Linked DNA regions of Mus musculus: region 2 is linked to region 1. Evidence: chromatin contacts called from public promoter capture Hi-C data. All regions are on one chromosome and are shown on one strand. The core of a region is the stretch at or near the end of the contact, and the rest is flanking DNA. Distances in the headings are between cores, read along the strand shown. Region 1 overlaps Gm40777 (a long non-coding RNA gene). Region 2 overlaps Gm33861 (a long non-coding RNA gene).

Region 1 (5,898 bases), core at 212-2,711:
AGGGAGACATGGGGATTTCTGCCCTATTCAAAACGTGCTCGTGAATGTCTACAGAAACTTCAAGACCTTAACAACTTCCAGACAAAGCAAGATGGTAACTGTAAGGAAACAATGTATGCTTTTACAGTATATGATGAATCCCCATAGAGCTGTCTGCAGTGGCTACGCCAGGTCACCTCAGGTAGATCTCAAACAAGCCATGATTTCAGAGTCTCCACAACTAACTGCGAGGCAAAACGATACTTCTTGTTCCAGATTTTTATTTATAAACAAGACCAGTCTGAGCAGTCTCGGTGTAAATAAATACCCAAATAAACAAAGAAAGGAAAGAGCGGGGAGCGGGGAGATGCGTTCCTATCTGTGGAAAGGCAGTGGTGAGGAAATTCCATTAATTAAAAAACTCATGTAGAGGTTACCGGCATGCTGTAGAAGTAGGTACCACCAAAAGCAAAGGCGCACGTACAATAACAGGAAGTGGTAGGGGCTGTGGTATTCTGCAGGGCCCAGGGTGGAGGTGGGGATAGGAAGGCTTGTATGCCACTATTGTGAAAGATGGAAGGAAGGCTAATGCAGTCTGATTTTGTGTTGTTTCTAGAACAACCAGAAACATGTGTATTTACATGAAGTCTAATTTTAAAAGGCTGGACTCGCGTTCACATTTTCAAAAAGTCCCATGTAAAAGCCAAACAAAACATATCTGCAGAATGCTATTGATTGATGGCTTTTAACTTTCACTTTCTAAATTTGCCAGCTACACGCAAACTGTTTTAATTATTGACTGAGTGGATCTTTTAAATCCCCTCATGGCTTTGACGACCTTTTTTCCTGCATAGGAGAGACCGTGCATTTTACTTATGACCTGAAGTTTCTATTTACGTATGAAGTGCTAATATTCACATATACAGGAGTAAAAGCATACTAATAATACAATATACATAATTCCCCACCTTTTCAAGATTTCTTAAAATGAAAGTTGTCAGCTTTCTTATTGTTTCTGTGTAAAAACTTCTCAGATTATAGCTCTGCGTTAACAACACGGAACAAAGGAAAGTCGGCTTTGCCGACTCCAAAATAGGTTGACATTTTGAAAGACCGTCATGAAATGTTTCTTCAAACGATGTTTCAGAAATCGCAAGAGGTGGAAGAAAAAGGACAGGCTCTGACTGGATTCAACCCATGGTGGAAAGGATTTTTATTATGATCCTGGGTGTTTTTCATATTTCCCCCAGTAAGTCATTTTTTCATCCCCCCTTTTTTTCTGGAAATCTTCACTGAAAGAAAGGAACCCAAGATGATGGAGTAGACTTTGTGGGGCACATTACCTTTTTCCTTCCCAATAGGTGGCTGGAACCTAGTTCATGACCCTAGAGGAACTAGCGCTCATTGTCAACTCAATACAATCTAGGTGTAATCTAAGAAGTCCTAATGTGGATTGTCTAGACTAGGTTAGTTATGCACGTGTCTGTGAGGGATTATTCTGCATAGATTGATCCCAGTGGGACAGTCCTCTAGACAGGAAATGGTGGACTCTGTGAGCATGGAGAGAGCAAGCTGAGCACTCTGGTGCATTCGTAAACTCCTTGCTCTGTGGTCTTGACTATGGATGTAATATATGCCTCAGGTGTCCTGACTTCCCCACAAGAATAAACTATAAATGAACTGTGAACCAACTAAATTCCTTAGCCCCTAAGTTGCTTTTATCAAGATGTTTTATCACAGGAAAACACACACACACACACACACACAAAATTGGGAAGAATTCCATCTTCCGGAGAACTCTTGGGGGTCGTTTGCCCTGGAGTGGCTTCATTTCCACACGCTGCATGTATCTATACAGTTGGAAGGCAGGTTCTTCTTTCTTCCTGCTTTACTTTTGAAATAACTGAGAGAAGGGATGCCTGAGTGGGGTTAGTTCTTACAATTCCAATAGCTGGCATGTTAGGTGGGCAAGTGACTTCTTTTTCCCTACAGTTAAAAACGCAAGGTTACATATAATAGCAGAAGCTGCCACAGTCGGGTGATGAAGTGCAGGTGCTGGGATGCCATCCACCATCTTCCTTAGACAGAGCCTTCACTCTTACTGATGAGCACGTAGAGGAAGCTGCAAGAGACAGGACAAAGTGGGGTTCCACATCCATCTCCTGAATGGGCTGACAGGCTTGGTAAGAAGGATTTTGCTAAGCCTATTACAGGGTGAGGCACCTGTCTTCAATAATAAATATTAGTTTAAATGATTGCAACATCAAGTGGAATTGTGACTTTCATGCCAGACTGTTGTCTGTACTATCAGCTGACATTTCAAATTCAAGAATTGAAAGGCCACAATGCTTTAATGTCCTGGTTTTAAAATAATTTATTTGTCCTTGTTGTAATTATGGGTGCATATTTTACTGGCATCTTTCTACTGCTCTTGGTTTGTTAAGTCTAAGATGGAAAAATCTAGGAGCATCTATGTTTGCCCAGAGTGTTATCAAGTGATACTAAGTCATATGTATTGTGCCCTCTCTATATGCTAGGTTCTGTCCTGTGCCTCAGAAATAGATTGCATTCCTTAAGCTTCATAGGAAGGCTGTGAGGAAGATGATATTTTAGGAGCTAGGAACCAAGAGGGAGAAGCTGAGAAACAGGGAATGGACATAATTAGTCCACAGCTGAGTCACAGTGGTACTTCGGCCATGAGGTCCATGTGCTATGATTTACATCAAGTAGACACGAACAAGTCTTCCATTAGAAATGTGCCTGCACTCAGTACATGGACGTTGCTGTACCAGCTGCATTTATTTAGATTTTTGAAATTCCTTCCTTTCTTCCACCATGTCCTGGAAAGGTGCTGATGTTGCGTCCAGCCATACGCAGCCCCATGGATTTCTTTGGTGCGTTCTAGGCTGCAGGGTATTAGTGTTTCCCCATGACTTACTCTTAGAAACACTTCCTTCAGACACTTTTTGCTGCCCATTTGCTTCCTGGAGACCTCTGACTTACATTTTTTCTTTCTTTCTTAAGAGGCGACCCAATGCCTCTCTTTTCTATTATCTTTTCAATTAGAGAGCATTTTGTCTTAGAAGGCCATTGTGCTACTTTATATTTGTGAAATAATTGCATTTTTCTATTTAGTCATACAATGGGATTCATAACAGCTTTTTTAGATCTAGAAATGATCTCATCCCAAGTTTATGTCAGCTGTTTATGTTTCAAGAAGAGAGAGCTCACCTAATGTTTCGAATGTTTATTTCAAACATTCAAAACTTGCCCTAGATTCTTGGCCATTAGTACTTTTTTTTGCTAGCAATTTCCATTATTCCCCAACATTCCAATGCACTTTTCTGAAGATGCTTGGATTAACCGTATAGGAAGTGACCAATTCTACACTTGCTTTCACATTCCATAAAGTATTTACATCAAGTCTCTGGGGTTAACTTCACTTTTTCATACATTGTCCGGATTGTTATGATAACTGACCTTGGGGGTCCCCTTGCCCACACTTGGGATTAACTAAAACTGAAGCAGCTGGGCATACTTGTGAGAGATTTGTCGTGGTTGGATTATTTGAGTTGGGAGAATGACGAGAAATCCAGATAGTTTGAAGACTGACCCTACATCTGGGCCACACCTTACAATGGCAGCCCACATAAAACGACATGGAACAAGGAAGCCTTTGCTCTTTGCTTGCTTGCCCTAACTCTGACCGGCAAGTTCATCTGTCGTGTTCCTGAGAGATCCCTTTTGTTGGCATTAGAACCTACCTCCCTGATATTCTAATGTAGACTGAAGACTGTCATCTCTCTAGGACTTCCCCGAGCTGCAGCGGAGAGGAAGTGCTGAGGCATTCAGTCTTGTGGACTGGGCAACTGGACAACCGATGGAGCCTTTCTGCCAAGAGACAGCCATTGTTAGACCATTCTGACCATAGCCTGTAAGCCACTCTAATAACCCCCCTTTGAGTGTATATTAAACGGTCCTATCGGTTCTGTCAGAGAACCCTGACTGACACAATAGACCACGTGGCAATTCTGGCCCGGCTAAGGGAGAACACACGAGAAAGCAGAACCATGCAAACCGGCACACGGAGAGGATTTGACCTTGATACACTTGGCCTGGGCACCAGTGTCTCAGGACTGCCCAGGACTTTCTTTAAAGGGACTCTAACTTCTTGCTTCTCAGCCATTAGGGAAGGATGAAGGTGGCACTTGGTGCTGCTAAGTCAGATGAAAATTTGCAGGCAGAGAGCAGAAGACAGGAGCCTGCCAGTCTCTCCGCCCCGCGGCACCTGGATAACAAGCAACCAGTGCTCTGTGGGGAAGTATGTGCTTCATCAGGTTTCCCCCAAATTCAAACGCACTCGCCGCCAATTACTAGCAAGCCACCCATCCCATTCAATCTGCGAGCCCTTGTCTCTAAAGTCGGGATAATGATATGTCTGCCTCATTGGTTGGTTGTGAAAACACAAGGGGTGGATCAGGCAAAACACTTCGTCCAGAGCCCAGCAAGTAAGTCACGAAGAAAACAAGGGTGGAATTCTTCCCTCCAGCCTGCATTGCATGACAGGTTGGGTGGGCTCATGCCTCGCTGTGGGTTAAGTAGACAAAAAAGGAAGGGTAATCAAGTACTGAGGGAAGAGAAGACAGCCAGCCACATCCTTAGTGAGAAAGTGGACACTGACTGCCAGCCAGGGAAGGAGAAGAGAAAGCTCCAGGCACCCAACATGTATGATAAGAAAGTAGCTGCATCGCAAAATCCGAATCACATTTCTATGCTCTGGGTTTTTTGTTTTTGTTTTTGTTTTTTGTTGTTTTTTGTTTTTTTGTGTTTTTTTTTTGTTTTTGTTTTTGTTTTTTGGTTTTTTTTTTGTTTTTGTTTTTGTTTTTTTTTACCTTTGTTGCATGCTTGACCGACCTTACCTGGCACTTCATCATCCTTACATTCATTTCTATAAAGCTCCTACTTCCTTTTAACCTTGCTCTCCACATAGGCCGATATTCTTGCTCTTCCTTCTGTTGAGTACCCATGGATGATGTCTCTCCCATCTGTTCTCTTAAAGCGTGGTTCTTCAGAGCCGGCTTTATCTTTTCAACCTCTAAATCCTAAGAAAGATCACCCTTCCTCCCCCCCAAAGAAGTGCTCACTCGGCAAACTCCCTCTTACTCCTTTCTTCATTTCTGATGTTTTCTGCCTATTGGTGGTCCGTTATTTGTTGGCTAATTTCTAGTATTTCTGGCAGTTGGAGATGATAATGGGGGTCCTTTGGCTCAGGGTGCTTGCTTCAGTTTCTGTGCCTCAAACCCACCTCTGAGAATGATACTTATGAGCAATGGATGTCTATAACATCACTTCTGAAAGATGACTGACAAGCATTGCATGCATTGTCTGTAATGATATTTCAAATAAATTTTGACTGATCAAAGAAATACTAGGAGAGTTTGAAGACTTATCTAGGTCTATTATGTGTGTGTGTGTGCCTATATTCAAATATATATGTGTATAGAGACATATATGAACATTATATTAATTATATTAATGTACATACACACACATATTTGCATGTATCTCAAATTGCTCAAATTATTCAGTCACTACAGGTAATTTATCTTGCTCCTGACCAACTAATTGAGCACACAGATTTGTTTTTGTTTTTATCCCCCCCTCCCCAAGGCTGAGTTTTTGTTTTTAGCTACTGATTACAAATACTCCAGAACACTGTCAATTAAGTCTTTAACTTGGAGGAGAATGTTCGTATGGATAGATGTATGCTTTCATTAAAATCAATTCTCCAGGACTCTGATATCGAGATTACTCTGTGCAAAGGCCATGTTGGTGGAGAACACTTATTTCTAGTGTAGTAGAGACCTCTTCTCCATTTGGTTCAAGCATAGGGGAAATTTTTTCTATGATAAGATCATA
Region 2 (5,701 bases), core at 665-3,164, 180 kb before region 1:
CGCCCCAGCCCTGCCTCACACCAGTGAGAATGGCTAAGATCAAAAATTCAGGTGACAGCAGATGCTGGCGAGGATGTGGAGAAAGAGGAACACTCCTCCATTGTTGGTGGGATTGCAGGCTTGTACAACCACTCTGGAAATCAGTCTGGCGGTTCCTCAGAAAATTGGACATAGTACTACCGGAGGATCCAGCAATACCTCTCCTGGGCATATATCCAGAAGAAGCCCCAACTGGTAAGAAGGACACATGCTCCACTATGTTCATAGCAGCCTTATTTATAATAGCCAGAAACTGGAAAGAACCCAGATGCCCCTCAACAGAGGAATGGATACAGAAAATGTGGTACATCTACACAATGGAGTACTACTCAGCTATTAAAAAGAATGAATTTATGAAATTCCTAGCCAAATGGATGGACCTGGAGAGCATCATCCTGAGTGAGGTAACACAATCACAAAGGAACTCACACAATATGTACTCACTGATAAGTGGATACTAGCCCAAAACCTAGGATACCCACGATATAAGATACAATTTCCTAAACACATGAAACTCAAGAAAAATGAAGACTGAAGTGTGGACACTATGCCCCTCCTTAGAAGTGGGAACAAAACACCCATGGAAGGAGTTACAGAAACAAAGTTTGGAGCTGAGATGAAAGGATGGACCATGTAGAGACTGCCATAGCCAGGGATCCACCCCATAATCAGCATCCAAACGCTGACACCATTGCATATACTAGCAAGATTTTATCGAAAGGACCCAGATGTAGCTGTCTCTTGTGAGACTATGCCGGGGCCTAGCAAACACAGAAGTGGATGCTCACAGTCAGCTAATGGATGGATCACAGGGCTCCCAATGGAGGAGCTAGAGAAAGTACCCAAGGAGCTAAAGGGATCTTCAACCCTATAGGTGGAACAACATTATGAACTAACCAGTACCCCTGAGCTCTTGACTCTAGCTGCATATGTATCAAAAGATGGCCTAGTCGGCCATCACTGGAAAGAGAGGCCCATTGGACACGCAGACTTTGTGTGCCCCGGTACAGGGGAACGCCAGGGCCAAAGGGGGGGAGTGGGTGGGTAGGGGAGTGGGGGTGGGTGGGTAAGGGGGACTTTTGGTATAGCATTGGAAATGTAAATGAGCTAAATACCTAATAAAAAATGGAAAAAAAAAAAAAACAAAAAAAAAAAACAAAAAAAAACAAAAAAAAAAAAAAAAAAAAAAAAAAAAAAAAAAAGAAGCACTCTGCAAAGGGACAAAGCAGGAAGCCGCTGAGGCTGAGAAGGACGGACCAGGACAGCGCCCTCTAGTGGGACGTGGCTTCTAGATTAATAGGCCTGGCAGCAAGCTCGCTTTTGCTGGTTTTTAAAGCAGCAAAGGGTAATTTTCCCACGTGGATTTATGTTTGAAGATATCCCTAGAAGGTTTAAGCACAATTTCTGGTTGCTTTTAACAACTGGTAATCTCAACTCGGTATGCAATTCAAATGACGGCATTTTCTTTTTTTCAGAGAGCCAGATTAACTGAGCACTATATTCCAAATAGGCGTGTTGTAAAAGTAGTTTTTGCATTTTGGAGTAAAGTGTTTTAAAATATGCTTTTGTAATTAGATTATATTTAAAAAAACAAAACAAAACAAAAAACCTTATCTTTCCCACCTGGGCAGGGTTTAAACAAAGCCCAGGCAGTTTAAGGCTATTTTTAGTTCTGATTACTTATTCAGCTAAAATAATCCCAGGTTCAGCGGTTTATCTGGAGGAGGCACGACAGCTGGGCTCTCCCAGGCAGCCTCAGGTCAAAGCCTACGTCTTTATCAGGATCACGTGCTCTCCGCCTCCCCCGAGGACGGGAGGGAGAGCATACGAGGTGGCATGCTCTGTGACGCTAGTGTCGGTTTCACCAGCCTGGAGCCAGCAAAGTGGAGGAGAAACTGCTGATTCAGGGGCCTTCGATATGGCTGAGCTCACAGCAGGGAAAATAGGTCACTAATGACACGTGGCAAGAAGCCAAAAAAAAAAAAAAAAACCCAAAACAAAACAAAAAAACCCAGTGGCCAGGAGTTCTGAGAGGTCTGCCAAGGTCTGCCATGGGCAGGATCCATTGTCCTTGAATTCCAGAAAGAAAGCAGCGTGCTTTAATTTACTTAAAGTAGTCACAGGGCCACGGGACTCACGGGCTAAGACCATGATCTGGTCCCCCGTACACCGCGATGGCCCCAGAGTCCCTTCGCTTTGAGTTCTCAAGCTGAGACTATTGCTTGTTTTCCTCCGAGGCAGCAGGGGCAAAAGTGGCAATCTTAGCCTCCGTGCTTTCTTGTCCACTGAAGGGGTTCGCATCAGCGTGGCCTGAACCACGGCTGATCTTCGAGAAGCATCTCTCTGGTTCTAGGCAGAGGGTGTCCGGTGTGGTCCTTACGTGCTAAGACAGTGTTTTACTTTATCTTGGGGAGTGTCTCTCTGGACTGATGTGCCCTGGCTATGTTACTAGTTCTGTAGAAGAAGGAGGAGACGGAGAGAGAGGTTGGGAGTGTGTGGTGTAGACCCGGAGGTTCTTTCTCTCCCTTATCCCAGCCAACACCCCTGGAAGGATGCTAAATCAATTTTGTAGGAACAGCTCCAATACAGCAGGGTTGTCAGAGGAGCCCAAGGAAGCTCTTATCAGATGAGTTTCCAGGTCATGGTGCCATTGTTGGCAGAGGGACCACAGTTCAAGACACCCTGATCTAGGGTAGTCTTGGCCCTACCCACCTCATGAATAATTTCCACAATGCCTAGAACTTGCTCCACGGGTCAGTAATCACTTTAGAGTAAGACACATCTTGTTCATCTTTAATTTCCAGGCTCCATCAGTGCCCAGCACAGAGACAGAACGCAGAGCGCAGCGGTGGATCGCATTAGCCAGTGACTAAACCCTCTCGTGTGATAGTCTATCAGCAAATAAGATGGGTCGCAGAGCTGCTCTTCTCTAGGGCAGGGATTAGCCCACGTGGGATATTGATTTCCTTGACGGCCACTGATGAAATTGCTAAAATTAACATTAGAAATGACAGCGTGTCGAGATAAAAAGCTGGGTGGTATGATGTCATCAGAAGTGCCGGGGTTGAGGAAGAAGTCAGGCTGATTTTGGGAAAAATAAGCCTATCAAGTGGAGGGGAAGTGTACATACTATTTGTGATAAGGGACACCCTTTGTGAGTAGAGCATAATTAACACAGAGACCTGGGTGGGGGCATCGAGACATGGCTACATAGGTAGACAGGCAAACACAGGGATCTCATTGTGTATCCTCATCAGACATGTAAAAAGCCAGGCATAAGGGCCTGTAATACTAGTGCTGGAGATCTGGGAATGGGGATGGTCCCTGGGGCTATTGCTGAGCCCTTACTCTTATCCAGTTGATGAGCTCCAGGTGAACCTCTGTCTCAACAAATAGGGTGGACAGTGGTAGAGAAAGACACCAGATGTTAACCTCTGTCTTACACACACACACACACACACACACACACACACACGATTGTCTGAAAGCTTCCCAGTGGAGGAGACCCCATGTGGGATCTTACAGAACTGGGCAATGACGCACGGGAGATTATTCAGCCTGGGGACTGGACACAGCAGTCCAGTGTCGCTTATGTGTTCCGAGGAGACCAGCTCTGGAGTCTCCCCAGTCTGCTGGTTTTATTTGGATGGGTACAAGGGAAGATGGGCTGAGGACCTGCCCCTTCCCATCCAGCCACTGTTGCTTGTGTGACCCTCATTCATCCCATCATGCTTTGCTCTACCAATACAGTCTGCCCAGCAGTCCTCTGACGTTGACCTGGCCCCCTCCGGCTTTTATCTTCTTCCTCATGCCTTCTGCTTGCGACGTCTCTCTGCCCTTCAATCATCCCAGGCCTGGATGACTCAGGCTTTCCAGCTGCAATTTTGATTAGCAGTCATATCTCCCGGGTGGAGCCTTTGGGTGTCTTCCCTCCACTCCTAACGACTCTGAATAGTGCTATCCTTTGCTCGGTTGTCAGCACAAGAGGGTTCAAGCCAACAGTTTGGCTGTGGGAAGTTGATGTTCTCATCCACGGAGTCCACCAGAGAGAATCAGACAATCCAGTGACAGAACACAATGTTTCGTGTTTATTGTTTAATGTTTCATGTTTGTCGTTTTGTACCAGACTGCCTCGTTACTTGCCAAGGTCACGAGTGGTTCCCTGAGGCCTGTGGGTCTCGGGTTGGACATGTCCCATTGTGTCCCTGTAGCATGCAGGAAGTAATGTGGTCACCGGAAATGGACATGAGAGACTGTTGTCCTTAGGTCACTGGCCAGCCAGAGGCTGGTGAAAAACAAGTAGCTAGCTGAACTCCTACAAGGAGCTTGCAGCACTGTGGAACCCTGAAAGGCATCTGAAGCCCACCGGATACCTCAAGAAAGGCTTTTGGATGAAGTAGCACTTTACTCATGAGGCTGATGAGAGACAGGAGGAAGGTGAAGCAGGGAGGGACAGGCTCTTTTGGGAAGGTTGTTATGTGTGTGTGTGTGTGTGTGTGTGTGTGTGTGTGATTGACAGCCGACTGTAGATCTTGGGGGTTGGTGCTTCTTTATATATCAGTCTAGCCCTGATTGGTAGCACAGCACCTGCCACGTTTATGCTGACTAGCAAGGGTTCGAACAATCCCAGAAGGTGACGATTCTTAGAAGGTGGAGGTTTCCACTTGGTCCTACCTCTGATGTGCTGCCTCAGTTGGCCAGGAGACAGGAAAGTTGCGTGGGTTCTATGTGTAGCCGTCCTTCTTAAGCCTGGTGTGGCTGCTGATGTGGTTCCCACGTGCAACAACACGCTCCAACTCACTGCTTCAAAAAAACGAGCGTGTGGCGAGCGTTGGACCCAGCAGACGACTGACAAGCCTTTGACAAGCAAGGCTTGAACGGCTAGAACCGATGGCGAGTTTGAGCACTGCTCAGATCCTCAGCCAGTCAAATGGTGGTTTTTCAGAAACAGACCTCTTGCATTTCTCTCATGATTGGATAAAACCTGAGTCTCCTCGCTGCCTTCCCCAGCTGCCTTTCTAAGCGTGCCCTGCAGTGTTTTGGAGCCGGGAGGTGGTTCCGCAGGCCCACACAGCTGCCCACACTCTGTCAGTGAGCTCTGGGTTTCTGAATCACCTTGGGAAAACGAGAAACGATTAACTCAAAGTAAGAAGCAAAGTTCTGTTTTCTGAATGAACGATAGTAACTCAAGTGCTGACACCTAAGAGATGTGTGTGGGAGCACACGGCAGGGGCAGAGGACAGCCGGAGGATCTCAGGAGTCACTTTGATAAGGAAAGCTCTACCTCAGACTGGGGAGAGGCCAAGTAGGCAAGAAGCCATGAGTGGGTGAACTTGAGTAACAGGGTTGGAGAATCTTGTGTATTCTTCAATGATCTCACCATGTGAGCTGACATTTGACTGCACCAGTGGCTCCTGGGTAACCATGGCTCACAGTATGCTTCTCAGTGGTGGACATCCATTAGAACCCTCAGCCGTCAGCAGAGTTAAAAATATATCAGGTCTTGGGCCTTCCCCATAAGAGTTCTTGATTTAATTGCTGGGAGGGAAAAACTTTTCAGGGCTCTCTGGGTGATTTTAATTGGAAGCCAGTGGTAAGACTAGTGGGTTGTAGTAGATTAGGCAGGCTTTACACCAGTGGGAGCTGCCTGTTCCTTACCATG

Evidence for each region. Capture Hi-C pulls out chosen DNA fragments and counts their contacts.
Region 2: a promoter capture Hi-C map of adipose tissue shows a contact between it and region 1, with 2.4 times the contacts expected there. The contact joins two enhancer-like sites. A contact is called at or near these places in 7 of 39 promoter capture datasets (the HPC-7 cell line, liver, maxillary cranial neural crest and 3 more), 36 of 484 Hi-C or Micro-C datasets (3T3-L1-derived adipocytes, B cells, CD8 T cells and 25 more), 18 of 115 datasets of contacts at active chromatin or transcription factors (the NIH/3T3 cell line, T-cell acute lymphoblastic leukemia, astrocytes and 15 more) and 2 of 9 other capture datasets (adipose tissue and pancreatic islet).

What each region holds. Positions count from the first base shown.
Region 1 is chr10:118,877,289-118,883,186 of GRCm38.p6, reverse strand. Gm40777 (a long non-coding RNA gene) reads right to left here. Exons shown (of 3, transcript XR_872090.1): 2 at 3,744-3,870; 3 at 846-2,101. It also overlaps a transcript of Dyrk2 not described here. Among named protein-coding and RNA genes, the nearest start is that of Gm40777, 8.5 kb to the right of the region's middle. Within about 2 kb of position 1,461, at least 106 of the 459 cell types and tissues checked have an H3K27ac peak or open chromatin away from gene starts, as enhancers often do. A contact at or near this core is called in the HPC-7 cell line, adipose tissue, hematopoietic stem and progenitor cells and 1 more, where this site is marked.
Region 2 is chr10:119,061,789-119,067,489 of GRCm38.p6, reverse strand. It overlaps Gm33861 (a long non-coding RNA gene), which reads left to right. Exons shown (of 4, transcript XR_380851.2): 4 at 1-85. Among named protein-coding and RNA genes, the nearest start is that of Gm33861, 12 kb to the left of the region's middle. Within about 2 kb of position 1,914, at least 142 of the 459 cell types and tissues checked have an H3K27ac peak or open chromatin away from gene starts, as enhancers often do. A contact at or near this core is called in the HPC-7 cell line, adipose tissue, hematopoietic stem and progenitor cells and 1 more, where this site is marked.